3 separate regions of the Mus musculus genome follow, and regions 1 and 3 are each linked to region 2. Evidence: chromatin contacts called from public Hi-C data. All regions are on one chromosome and are shown on one strand. The core of a region is the stretch at or near the end of the contact, and the rest is flanking DNA. Distances in the headings are between cores, read along the strand shown.

Evidence for each region. Hi-C and Micro-C count contacts between places; a contact is called where the count stands out from the background.
Region 1: a Hi-C map of the N1E-115 cell line shows a contact between it and region 2, with 7 times the contacts expected there. The contact joins two enhancer-like sites. A contact is called at or near these places in 1 of 39 promoter capture datasets (neural stem cells), 5 of 484 Hi-C or Micro-C datasets (the N1E-115 cell line, embryonic stem cells, myocytes and 2 more), 2 of 115 datasets of contacts at active chromatin or transcription factors (embryonic stem cells and pancreatic cancer cells) and 1 of 9 other capture datasets (embryonic stem cells).
Region 3: a Hi-C map of the N1E-115 cell line shows a contact between it and region 2, with 7 times the contacts expected there. The contact joins two enhancer-like sites. A contact is called at or near these places in 5 of 484 Hi-C or Micro-C datasets (the N1E-115 cell line, embryonic stem cells, myocytes and 2 more), 3 of 115 datasets of contacts at active chromatin or transcription factors (embryonic stem cells, heart atrium and microglia) and 1 of 9 other capture datasets (embryonic stem cells).

What each region holds. Positions count from the first base shown.
Region 1 is chr16:30,871,843-30,875,533 of GRCm38.p6, forward strand. No RefSeq gene overlaps it. Among named protein-coding and RNA genes, the nearest start is that of Gm25375, 15 kb to the right of the region's middle. RefSeq lists an enhancer at 820-3,474. Within about 2 kb of position 2,234, at least 43 of the 459 cell types and tissues checked have an H3K27ac peak or open chromatin away from gene starts, as enhancers often do. A contact at or near this core is called in the N1E-115 cell line, where this site is marked.
Region 2 is chr16:30,774,681-30,778,272 of GRCm38.p6, forward strand. No RefSeq gene overlaps it. Among named protein-coding and RNA genes, the nearest start is that of Gm33502, 17 kb to the right of the region's middle. Within about 2 kb of position 1,706, at least 87 of the 459 cell types and tissues checked have an H3K27ac peak or open chromatin away from gene starts, as enhancers often do. A contact at or near this core is called in the N1E-115 cell line, where this site is marked.
Region 3 is chr16:30,690,962-30,694,312 of GRCm38.p6, forward strand. No RefSeq gene overlaps it. Among named protein-coding and RNA genes, the nearest start is that of Fam43a, 93 kb to the left of the region's middle. Within about 2 kb of position 1,735, at least 43 of the 459 cell types and tissues checked have an H3K27ac peak or open chromatin away from gene starts, as enhancers often do. A contact at or near this core is called in the N1E-115 cell line, where this site is marked.

The sequences.
Region 1 (3,691 bases), core at 984-3,483, 98 kb after region 2:
ACACCACCCTCCTCTCCTCATCCTCACCCTGCCCTAGACATCTGAAATGAGACTGCTTCCTTCTTCCCTGTGTGTTCCTACCACCCTGCCAAGGGCCCTCACTGGAACCTATGCCATTCTCTTTGAGCTTTTAATTTCCATAATGGTGAATTAAAGAACCTTGCTTTCTTCGGACATGACCTGATTCATGTGTTTCGTTATAGCAATGAAAAATGAACTGAATGAAAAGTAACACACTATAGAAAGCCAGGGCCCTTTTAGCCTGCTTACTGCCAACCCATCCTACAAATGAGAAAACCAGGAGTCAGAGATGGCAGGAGAATGGGCGGGGTCGGCGGCAGTCAGGGGACCACACCTCTAGCACACGTACTATGACTTCAGTGTTCCAGATCAAACCCCATCCCACTCTGTTCTAGATGTGTGGCTCTTGGGAAGGTTTTACAATCTCCTGGAGTTTCTTCCTCCACCAAAGTGGACACTTGTGGGACTGAGGAGACATGAAGTGAGTTTACAGTTGTAAAGTACTGGGAACAGTGCCAACCGAGTAATTCACCACTGTGAGCTCTGTCTGTCACCTCTTCTGGGAAACCTCCTACACTCTCATAGCCTTAAGTCAGATGGCTTATCATCCTTCCAGGAATCCAGTGCTAACATTTTTTTTAATTTTTTTTTTTTTTTTTTTTTTACTTTTTTGGATTTTGAGACAGGGTTTTTCTGTGTAGCCCTGGCTATCCTGGAACTCACTCTGTAGACCAGGCTGGTCTTGAACTCACAGAGATCTGCCCGCAGGAGATACTTGTCACCAGTGAAACAGAGCTCACACTATTGGCTTGGACCTCCTGGATACTGGTGGCAGCACAGGAAAGGGCACAGCTGGGCTCATGCACTCCTCCACCTTCTGTCGTGGGGCAGTGAACACTGACAGACCAGCATATAAAGGCACAGAGAAGCCCAGACCACAGTATGACGATTAGGATGGCAAGTTCAGCCTGACTGGGAGATACAGAAAACTGAAGAGCCCTTCCTTCCATGTGGGACAGGACAGGCATGTGGGACAGGACAGGCATGTGGTACAGGACAGGCATGTGGGACAAGACAGGCATGTGGGACAGGACAGACATGTTAGTCAAGAGATGCCCCATCCAAAAGCCTGCTGTGGAGCAATGGCTTTAAAGCTCTTTTATTTTGAAATCCCTTCTCCTTTTTCTTATCTTCTCTCTTCCTCTCCTCCCCACCCCCATCCCTTCTCTCTCCCTGCTACCCAGCCCCCATCCCTACCACCTCTTCTCCTTTATTGCTTAATTGAAATTTTACAGGGCCTCCAGTATATTTGGTTTGACTTACAAGTCTTACCCAGTCTCTAAAGTTGCTGTCATTTTCTGGAGAGAACATCTAAACGTTCTATTCGGATTTATCAAACCCCTCCCTCTCTTCCTTAGAGGCCCTTGATGTAGCACACTATTTTTAGACATGACTGGGAAATCTAAGACAGTTGCTTTAATTAAGGTTTTGTGCAAATAAAATACTCATTCCCTTTGTTCTTATTTTATGTGTAGTGTATGTTAGGTCAAGGAAATTTCTTTCATATTCAAAATGTGACTGACCATGTATAATTCCCAGAGTGAGGAAGAGTATATAGGCGCCCTGACAAGGTACCCGGAGGCGCGAGAAGCCTGCGACATTCTATTCACTTCACTGTTCTCACACGTTGGCTCAGATGGTCCCTCCAGGCTCCGTGGAAAAGCCTAGAAGCTTCCTCCCATCGCCAAGCTTCTGATCCTTGACGCTAACAAAAGGTTGGCTCTCAGGACCGGACAGACAACTCAGGTTGTTTCCATTTCCGGTCCCCAAGCTTTCCCCACCAAGTCCGGACTCTTCCTCTTTATGCTAGCCTAGCAGGTCACAAAGAGGCATTTGCACTTTCAGAAGCCAATTCCCCCTTTGGGGCGGAGCCAGCCCTAGAGAAAACTGTCGAGTACAACGGAGAAGAATGGAACCTATTTTTCCCATTCTCCTAGGCTCCGTGAACTTCAGGGTAATTAGACAGATGTGAAATGAATATATGGCTCTTTTTAATCCTAGGTCTTCTTAATTGCCTCAGTTGGAAGAGTCATTAATTTATGATTAACGAGATAGCTTCTGTACAAAATTCAATTACCCTGAGACGTGCCACAACCTGCTACCCAGACGCTCCGGAGTGGCTCTCGCTGTTAATCGCTCTAGGCTGGCCCTGCCGTCACGCAGCAGATGATGTGGCAGACAGAAGGACCATCCTAGAGGCCAAGCCTGGCCCGTGGTCAGAGGGAAATTAGAGAGCAGGTTAAACAGCTGGGTCTAAAGCCCAGAAGCAGCCGGGTTACGCCAGAGTGGCAGCCCAGGTCAGTAAGAGCCAGGCGGCACCCCGTGGCTCCAAAATGCCTTCTCTGCCACCAGAATCCTGCAAAAGTAACACTATAAGGTGGGAAGACAGGAAGCCTGCCTCCTGGGTTGTAGCAAGGGCTACGCATGGGAGGCCTCGGAGCTGACTCTGAGTTTTGTGCAGTTTTTCTGCACTGGCCTTGTGTTATTTGAAAGTGTGTGTGTGTGTGTGTGTGTGTGTGTGTGTGTGTGTGTGTGTGTGTGTGTGTGTTTATAAATATATTATCTTGAAGAATCCAATATACAGCATCTCCTGCCCGAGTGCATAAATGCTGACAGGCTAAGCATGTGATCTGCTCATGCCTCTTTCAGTGTATTCTAGGCCTTGATCCCAGGGCCTCAAACATCGATAGCACGTGCTCTGCCACCCAGACAAACCTACAGCCACACCTACATACCTATAACCACACCTACAGACGCACCTTCGCCATGTTTCCCTCATTTTGAACATGAAAATGAGGACTAAATTGGGCAGAAATCACAGAAGTAACAAAGTCACACCATACCCTCTGCAGCTCCGAACCCAGGCAGAGAACCAACAGCTAGTGTTTTTCTTTTCTTTTTTTCTTTTTTCTTTTTTTTTTTTTTTTTTTTTTTTTTTTTTTTTTTTTTTTTTGGTTTTTCGAGACAGGGTTTCTCTGTGTAGCCCTGGCTGTCCTGGAACTCACTTTGTAGACCAGGCTGACCTCGAAATCAGAAATCCACCTGCCTCTCTGCCTCCTGAGTGCTGGGATTAAAGGCATGTGCCACAAAGCCAGTATCAGCAGTTGCATCCAGTTAGATGAGGCTGGAGGAACTCAGGAATGCATCCATCAAGAGACAAAGGAAAGAAATGCTTTGCCTGACACAGGTAGAAGTTGTGTCCCTAATAGGTGCAGAGCCCCTGTATACCTAAAAGGTGCAGAGCCCCTTTGTACTTAATAGGTACAGAGCCCCTGTGTACCTAATAGGTGCAGAGCCCCTGGCTGTTCAGCCTTTGGGATAGCAAACTCTATTACTAGGAAACAAACCCAGGCCTTGCAATTTTCCTGCTGTTCTGGTGATCTGAGGTCTGCAGCCTTTAGAATGTAACCTACAGTCCTGTAATTGAAGAGCCAGTAAGTGGGCACCTAGGGAAGGGTGTGGGGGTGGGGCAGGCAACTGGAAAATGTGCCTGTGGGTCACCCTGAAGCTCTAAAATTCTGTGGTGCAGGGGGCGTCCGCCACCCCGCAAAGTTACTAAAACCACTGAATTATACACTTTAAATAGCTGGGTTTTATGATCTGTGAAACA
Region 2 (3,592 bases), core at 456-2,955:
CACCCTTCCAGAAACCCAAAAGCCTGGAATCAAGTTGTTGGTACGGCCAGGCTCCCTCTGAAGGTTCTAAAGTATATTTTGTCCCTACCTTTTCCAGCTTCTGTTGGTAACATCGTTCCTTAGCCTTTCTTGGTTATTACCCTCTGTGTATTGATGCCTTTCCATTGCCTTCCTATGAGGAGCATAATCAATGGATTTATGGCCACTCTCATCCCATATGACTTAAACTAATTACACCTGGAAAAACTCTTCTTTTTTTTTTCATGGGTACCAGGCGTTCGTGACCGTGAGGATTGGCGATCAAGTGGAGCATGGCTGTTAAGACTCTCCCAAATGCACATTTAATCACAAAGCAAGTCAGCCACTTCTCTTCCTAGGCATCTGGTTCCCATCTGTACTATGACTGGGGGCTTGGAGGTGCTCAGAGCCCTGCTCTATCCAAAGGAGCTGACTTTCATTAGTTATGCCCGGAAGGCATCTAAGTAGGCAGGTCAGCGGTCATCGGTCAGCAGTGGGAATGGGGCAGAAAGCCAAGATTTCTTGCAAAGGGCTTCTTGCACCACAGGGGAAGGAGTTTCATTCCTGTCAAAGCAGACAACCCAAGCCTTTAGAGATTTCTGAAGCTATAGCCCCAGGCTGTTGGGTGTGTCCCAGCCTGGTCGCTAAGGAGGCTTGAACTCTATTGCCAGAGCTACAGCTCAGAGCTATAAGGAACGCCAGTCCCACCCTCCGGTCCCTCCTCACCATTCATAGCACATGTGCAAAGCAGCCTTCCTGTCAGAGAAGAGCGAGAACCAACTAGATTTAGTACAACAGATTCCAAGGGACATCTGAGGTCATGAACTGGCAAAGGACTGCTGGGTCAGCCTGGCAGGCTGCCAGGTGCCAGCTTGGGGCTCAGCTAAGGAAAAGCAGGAGAAGTCAGGAAGAGGCTTCCGCTGGGCACTGGGGACAGCTTCACGGCACGGCTAGTCCCCTTTGGGTACCAGATGACAGTGGCCACGGTTGTACGCTCCCCCCACCCCTCCATTTTCATGACTCCCTCTTCACAAAAGGCTTTTATCCCTGTGGGCTTGGTTGATTTGATTAGTGGCAGGACCATCCGTTTGACTTTGCAGATAAGGAAATGAAAGCTGAGAGTGGCCCCAGATGACCCAAGATCACTGGGCCTCTTTGAGGGACTTTGAGCCATCTCAGAGACCCTCAGCAGGCTCTCCACCCAGCGTGGTGGTGGCCTTTAGAGTCACCACCTGTCTCCACCTGCTCAGTCATGCAACACAATGGTACGGACAGTCTGTTCCCTTGCTCTTGTATAAAGTGTGAATACACGCGTCTTTATAGAAGATTGCTTTTTATTGATTTATAACTGGCCATATAAATGAAATCAGTGTGTGAACTATGCAAACATGGGTTTAAGACAAGCCTGGAGAACTCCCAGTGCCTCAGCCACTCCAGACGGGCCTCTTGGGGAGACCTAGGGCTACGGGGTCCTGCAGGATGAGGTCTGAATCCTGTCTAGGGGCCTGTACTGGGAGGTCTTTGCTAGGCGGTCTCGTGTTGCCAAGGCAGCTTATGTGAGCCGATCCTGCCGAGGACTCTACCCTGGGGCAGACAGTGAGTTATCTCACCCACTGCCTGTGCCTCTGGTGACCGGCTGGGCCAGGCTCTCCTGCAGGGCTGACATTCGTGATTTGCTGAGGGAGGAGCTGCTTCCCCTGGTGACTGAGGGGTGGTTTGAGGCTTTGGCTAGTGAACTGCGTGCCTATTATGCAAATGTCTAGGGTTTGCTTTTGGAATGGCTATAAAAATAGAAAATGAACAAGTCGGAGCTGAGGAAGTGGTGTTTTATAGTTATATGGGAGGAGTGGCAAGGGACTGATGATCCTTGAGCCAGCACCGCGATTCAGTTTCCACTCTGGCATTCAGGCCTCGCTTGCCAGCTTGACCACAAGCGATCCCCGTGTAGAGAACGCCTGGCTGCCACAGGCAGGTGTGGGAAGAAGCACTGAGATCTAAACAGGGGGCCTATCCGAGGTCACAGAGCTCTTATTCGGTGATTCTGTTTGGTAGGAGCCATGAGTGGTCACGGCACCACTTCTGTCCCTTAGCACCAGCCTAGGTGCCAGGCAGACAGTATCCACAGCATCAATCAGGAAAGAGGAAGCCCAGAGAAGGTGGGCAGGGGCTTCTTGTTAACCAGGTCAGGCTTTGTTTTCTGTATCACCACGCTGAGGTTAGCTAACAAAGAAGGTGAAGGGAAAGCAGGAGAGAAGCTGGGGTGTGAGGACAGAGCCCGGAGCCCAGAGCCGGAGCCAGGGAGCTGGTAAGGTGAAGTATTAGAAAGAGAGAACACAGCTGGAGAAAGTCTACGATAGACAAAGCCTCAGAGTGGAGTCCACTCTCCCTCAAGAGAGCCCAGCATGGCTGGCACCATGATAAATCAGCGCGGAAGGGACAACAGAAGCCGCTTCCCCACATCATCCTGACACGTGCACCTTCATGTGGACTCTGTGTGTCCCTCCCTCTCCCGCTGGGTCTGTGGGCACAACTAGGCGAGAGGACCCTCAGCTCTGCCTTCTTCACCACTTATGTCACATCTATGATGTCACTGGAGCCCCGAGAGGGTCCCAGTTCTGCAGACGCTCACTCTTATATAGTCCTGGCTATCCTGGAACTCACTTTGTAGACCAGGCTGGCCTCGAACTCAGAAATCCGCCTGCCTCTGCCTCCCGAGTGCTGGGATTAAAGGCGTGCGCCATCACACCCGGCTTAGCTTTCTTTTTAAATTAGCTTTTAAAGATTTATTTACTTTTATTTTATGTGTACAGGTGTTTTGTCTGCATGTACGATTGTATACTGTATGTGTGCAGTATCCTCAGAAGCTAGAAGAGGGAGACGGATTTCAAAAGGAACTAGAGTTACTGACAGTTGAGAGCCACCATGTGGGCGCTGAGAGTAGGAGTCAGGTCCTCTGGAAGAACAGACAGTGCTCTTAACTACAGAGCCATTTCTCCAGGCCCTCAGTTTTCTATTAAGCATTGTTAAATTGATACTGTGAGTGAGCTAAGTAAGCCACATAGGTAGACATGCCTGACTTTGTACAGTGGCAAAATGCATTGACTAACAAACCATTTATAAGCTGCAACGATTTCCTGAGCTTTAAGTCACTGGGTTTCCTTGATTTTTGCTTGGTCTTCATGACCATCAGTAAATATGGATTCTTTTATTCTATTTCAATTGCAGTCACCGATATTAGTAATTCTCAGGCCACATACATACATTTTACAAAACAATAATAGATTACAGAATGTAAGAAGGGATTACAATGGCTGCGGTGCTGTCAAAGTGGGGCTAAGTGGAGGGAGAAACAGAGCTGATAAATAACAGAGAGAGTCAGTCCCGGCAGATGGTTAAAAATGATGTCAACGAAATAGTCACAGAGCCCTCAGAGGTGATCTGCAGAGGCAGGGCTGGCTCAAGGCAGTCATCTCCTCAGAATGGCAGTTCCACTGGGGAGTTAATTCAGCTGTGGGGCAAGCAGTCAGTAAGGCTTCACTGAAGCCCCAGGGGGATTCCCTTGCCTTCGACTCCA
Region 3 (3,351 bases), core at 485-2,984, 84 kb before region 2:
TTTTTTGTTTGCCCAGAATATAATCTGTTCTTTCCTATTTTAGGGACTCCTCAGTATATGGATCTTACTGGAGGAGGCAGGCCACTGTCTCCTGTGAAAGAGCACATGGTCTAGTGGTCTCAATGCCTTGACCTTCAGGGACTAGGTAGGGAGGCTGATTCGAAAATTTACTCCCAAGATAATTCAGACCATCTTCAGTTTTCTCAGGAGTCCCAGAGAGATCTGAGAGACGTGGGCTTCAAGCATATTTTGGGCTTCAAGCATATTTTGGCCATACTTCAGCCTGTCATATGTCCTATCTCCTGGGACCACAAAAGTCCTGGTGCAGGACAAATCAAAGCAGGTGGATTCTCTTAGAGAGGGCGTCCTCAGCTAACTTTGGTTCTCCTTTTTCCTTCTGTTTTGCAGGAAGGCGTGGGAGAGAACCAAAAGCAATTAGCTGCTTGTCTTTACTGTCTGGAACAGTGTTTACACACTTAAAGTGTCACCAAGGGCTAATTGTAACTGCAGAGACGGGGAGTGGGTAAGGAAAACCAGACTGGAAGCGAGTCCAGGAAAATATTGATTTTTTTTTTTTTTTTAAAGAAAAGGAGTAGCAGCCAGGCAGTGGTGGTGTACACCTTAAACCCAGCACTTGGGAGGCGGAGGTAGGTAGATCTCTGAGAAACCTCCCTGTCTCAAAACAAAACAAAACAAAACAAAACAAAACAAAACAAACAGAGTGAGAGAGAGAGAGAGAGAGAGAGAGAGAGAGAGAGAGAGAGAGAAATAAGGAAAGAGGAAAAAAACGATAAAAAAGAAAAGGTAATTGAGCTTCCAGTTTGGGTGGTTCAAGGGCTTGGCTCTGTTGCGTAAGGGCCCCTTCTCCTTGTTGCTTTTTCATGGTGGACGTTCAAGGGTTGAGCTTGTCCTTGTAGCAACCCATTCTCAGGAGAATTGTAAGCTGGGCACGGTGGCACACACCTGAGATCCGGCCCGCAGAATATGGGGACAGCAGGGTTTTCAGTTCTAGGCCCTGAGCGATATGGTAAGACCCAATCTATGAGCTTCAAACGATTAACAACAAAAGAAAGGCCCCAATCCCTAAGGCGGTGACTTAAATGACCGCCACCTCTCCTAGGCTCCAGTTCTCACTCTGCTATCACATCGTCATACTGGATGCGAAGCCACAGGAGCACAAGCGTTTGGGGCACAAACCACATCCAACCCTTTATCTAGCTTAGATGGGAGGGCGCCTTCCAGCTTACGGTTTAACACGTGTCCCTTGGCATGGTTTCCCGTGTGTCTTCCGGTGGGTGTGTCTTCCGTTGCTCCCCCATCTTCTCGCAGTTTGGAGTCTTTCCAGGAGCTTGAGAAGAGGAAAGCTGTAGGTTTGCCGGGCATTCCTCCTCCCACACCTCCTCACCTTCCTTTCAAATCATCTAATTTCTTTCAATCATTTCGCCTCTCTCTGTCTCTCCCACTGTCTTTGTCTCTGTCTCTCTCCCCAAATGCGTACATAAACGACTAGGAGCGTGAGGTAGGCAGTAGACCGTTCTTGTCCCCAGGGACTTCTTTGCCCGTGCATGGTTTTCTTTGCATTTTCTTAGTTAATCCTGGAGCTTTAACAAGCCCATTCAAAACGGCCCCAGCTCACTTTTGCTTTTACAATCCTAATTGCTTTTCCCTTTGGGGAGTGAATCACAGGCTACATTTGCCAGCACAGCCCAAGTCCAATCAGATTCACTGTCCCACAGTTGTAGAAATGACGGATTCATTGTCCCACAGTTGTAGAAATGAACGTGCCTGGGAAGTGGGTCCCAAGGCTCTGTCTGATGTGTGACCTTGGGCTAGTCAACCCTCCTGGGAGACAGATTTCCTCCTCTGTCAGGCAATGGGCAGGACTGGATGGTCTCCAAGGACCCGACAGCTCCTCGAGACCCTGAAGTTTATTAAAAGAGAAAGCATTCATAAGATTTATGAGTGGTTATTTTTTAATTATAAAAACAAAACATGTTTGTGGCAAAAATTAGAACAATTCAGAAGTATGCAAAGCCAAATTGTCTGTGACCCTTCCTTCCTCCACCAAACCCCAGGGACCTTTTGGGCCCTGTATTTGCCAAGAGCACTTAATGCCCTTGTGTGATGCTGACCCCAAGTGACTCCAGTTCCCTGGATAATGAAGGGCTGTGCTGGGAAGAAACTGCATGCACTCTTACAGAGGGCTCCCTTTTCCTTAGAGGACAACCACAGACTTTAGTGTTGTTTAAGAGCTGTGGAACTCTGCTGCTTGCAACCTACCTCACTTATATTTTTATCAGGAAATAGAACATAGAATCCAAGCCTTAGGTTTGCACGGTCGGTCATGTCTTGAGAGGAGAGCTAGTGACTAGGGAATCCAACTATCCTATAGCAGCCACAATGGAAAATACAGGCCCAGAGATTAGACATTGATTTGAGTGCTCTGGTCTTTCAGCCAGCATGAATCTTGCCTTCTAATGCGTGTCTGTTTTTAATCAGCTGGAGTTGGAGTCTGTAGCTGAGAACAGAGATGATGCTTATTGTTACAGAATGGCAATGAGATACAGTATATACTACCTGCTGTTATGGGGGTGGAATCCATGAAGAGGCATGGACCAAGGACTCCTGACCACCCAAGCTGCTTTATCCCTTCTGTTGTAGCCCCCACTTGCCTCTACAAGGGCAAAGGCAAGGTGCGTGTGTGTGTGTGGGGGGGGGGACTTGGGAGATGAGTAGAACTCAGAAGGGAGAAGGATGGTTGGTGCTGAGGCAGGGGGAGACCTGGGAAAGGTGTGCAAGGGAGGGAGAGAGCATAGGCTGCTTTTCTCCAAAAGAAGATACAAGTGTGTGTGTGTGTGTGTGTGTGTGTGTGTGTGTGTGTGTGTGTGAAAGGGTGAGAGGCTAGACCTGGGGCACTCCAAGGGGCTAGATAGAGAAGCTCAGTGGTTAGACCTGAACTATGGAGAAAACAACTGAAACCACAGGCACATAGGGAGAGAGCGACCAAAATGTCTGGATTATATAGGGAAGAGCTTCTGGGGGAGGGGCAGCTTCAGGGAAGAGGGTGGGGTATGCTCTGTAACAGGTAGGGACTGAGGGATGCTGGGAGAGCCTGGTGGCCAGGTCAGACTTGGTGTGTAAAATATGCACCTTGGCTATTTGTCCTGGGTCTGAATCCCAACAAACTCATCATTAAAATACTGCTCAGTATTACTGTTATCTCATTCATTCATCTATTCATCTGTTACTGGGTGAAAGTTTCTTCTCAGCTTTTATCTCCCCCACCCCCACTTCTTGGATGGCTTCAAACTCTTTATGTAGCCAAAGATGACCTTGAACTTCTGATTCTCT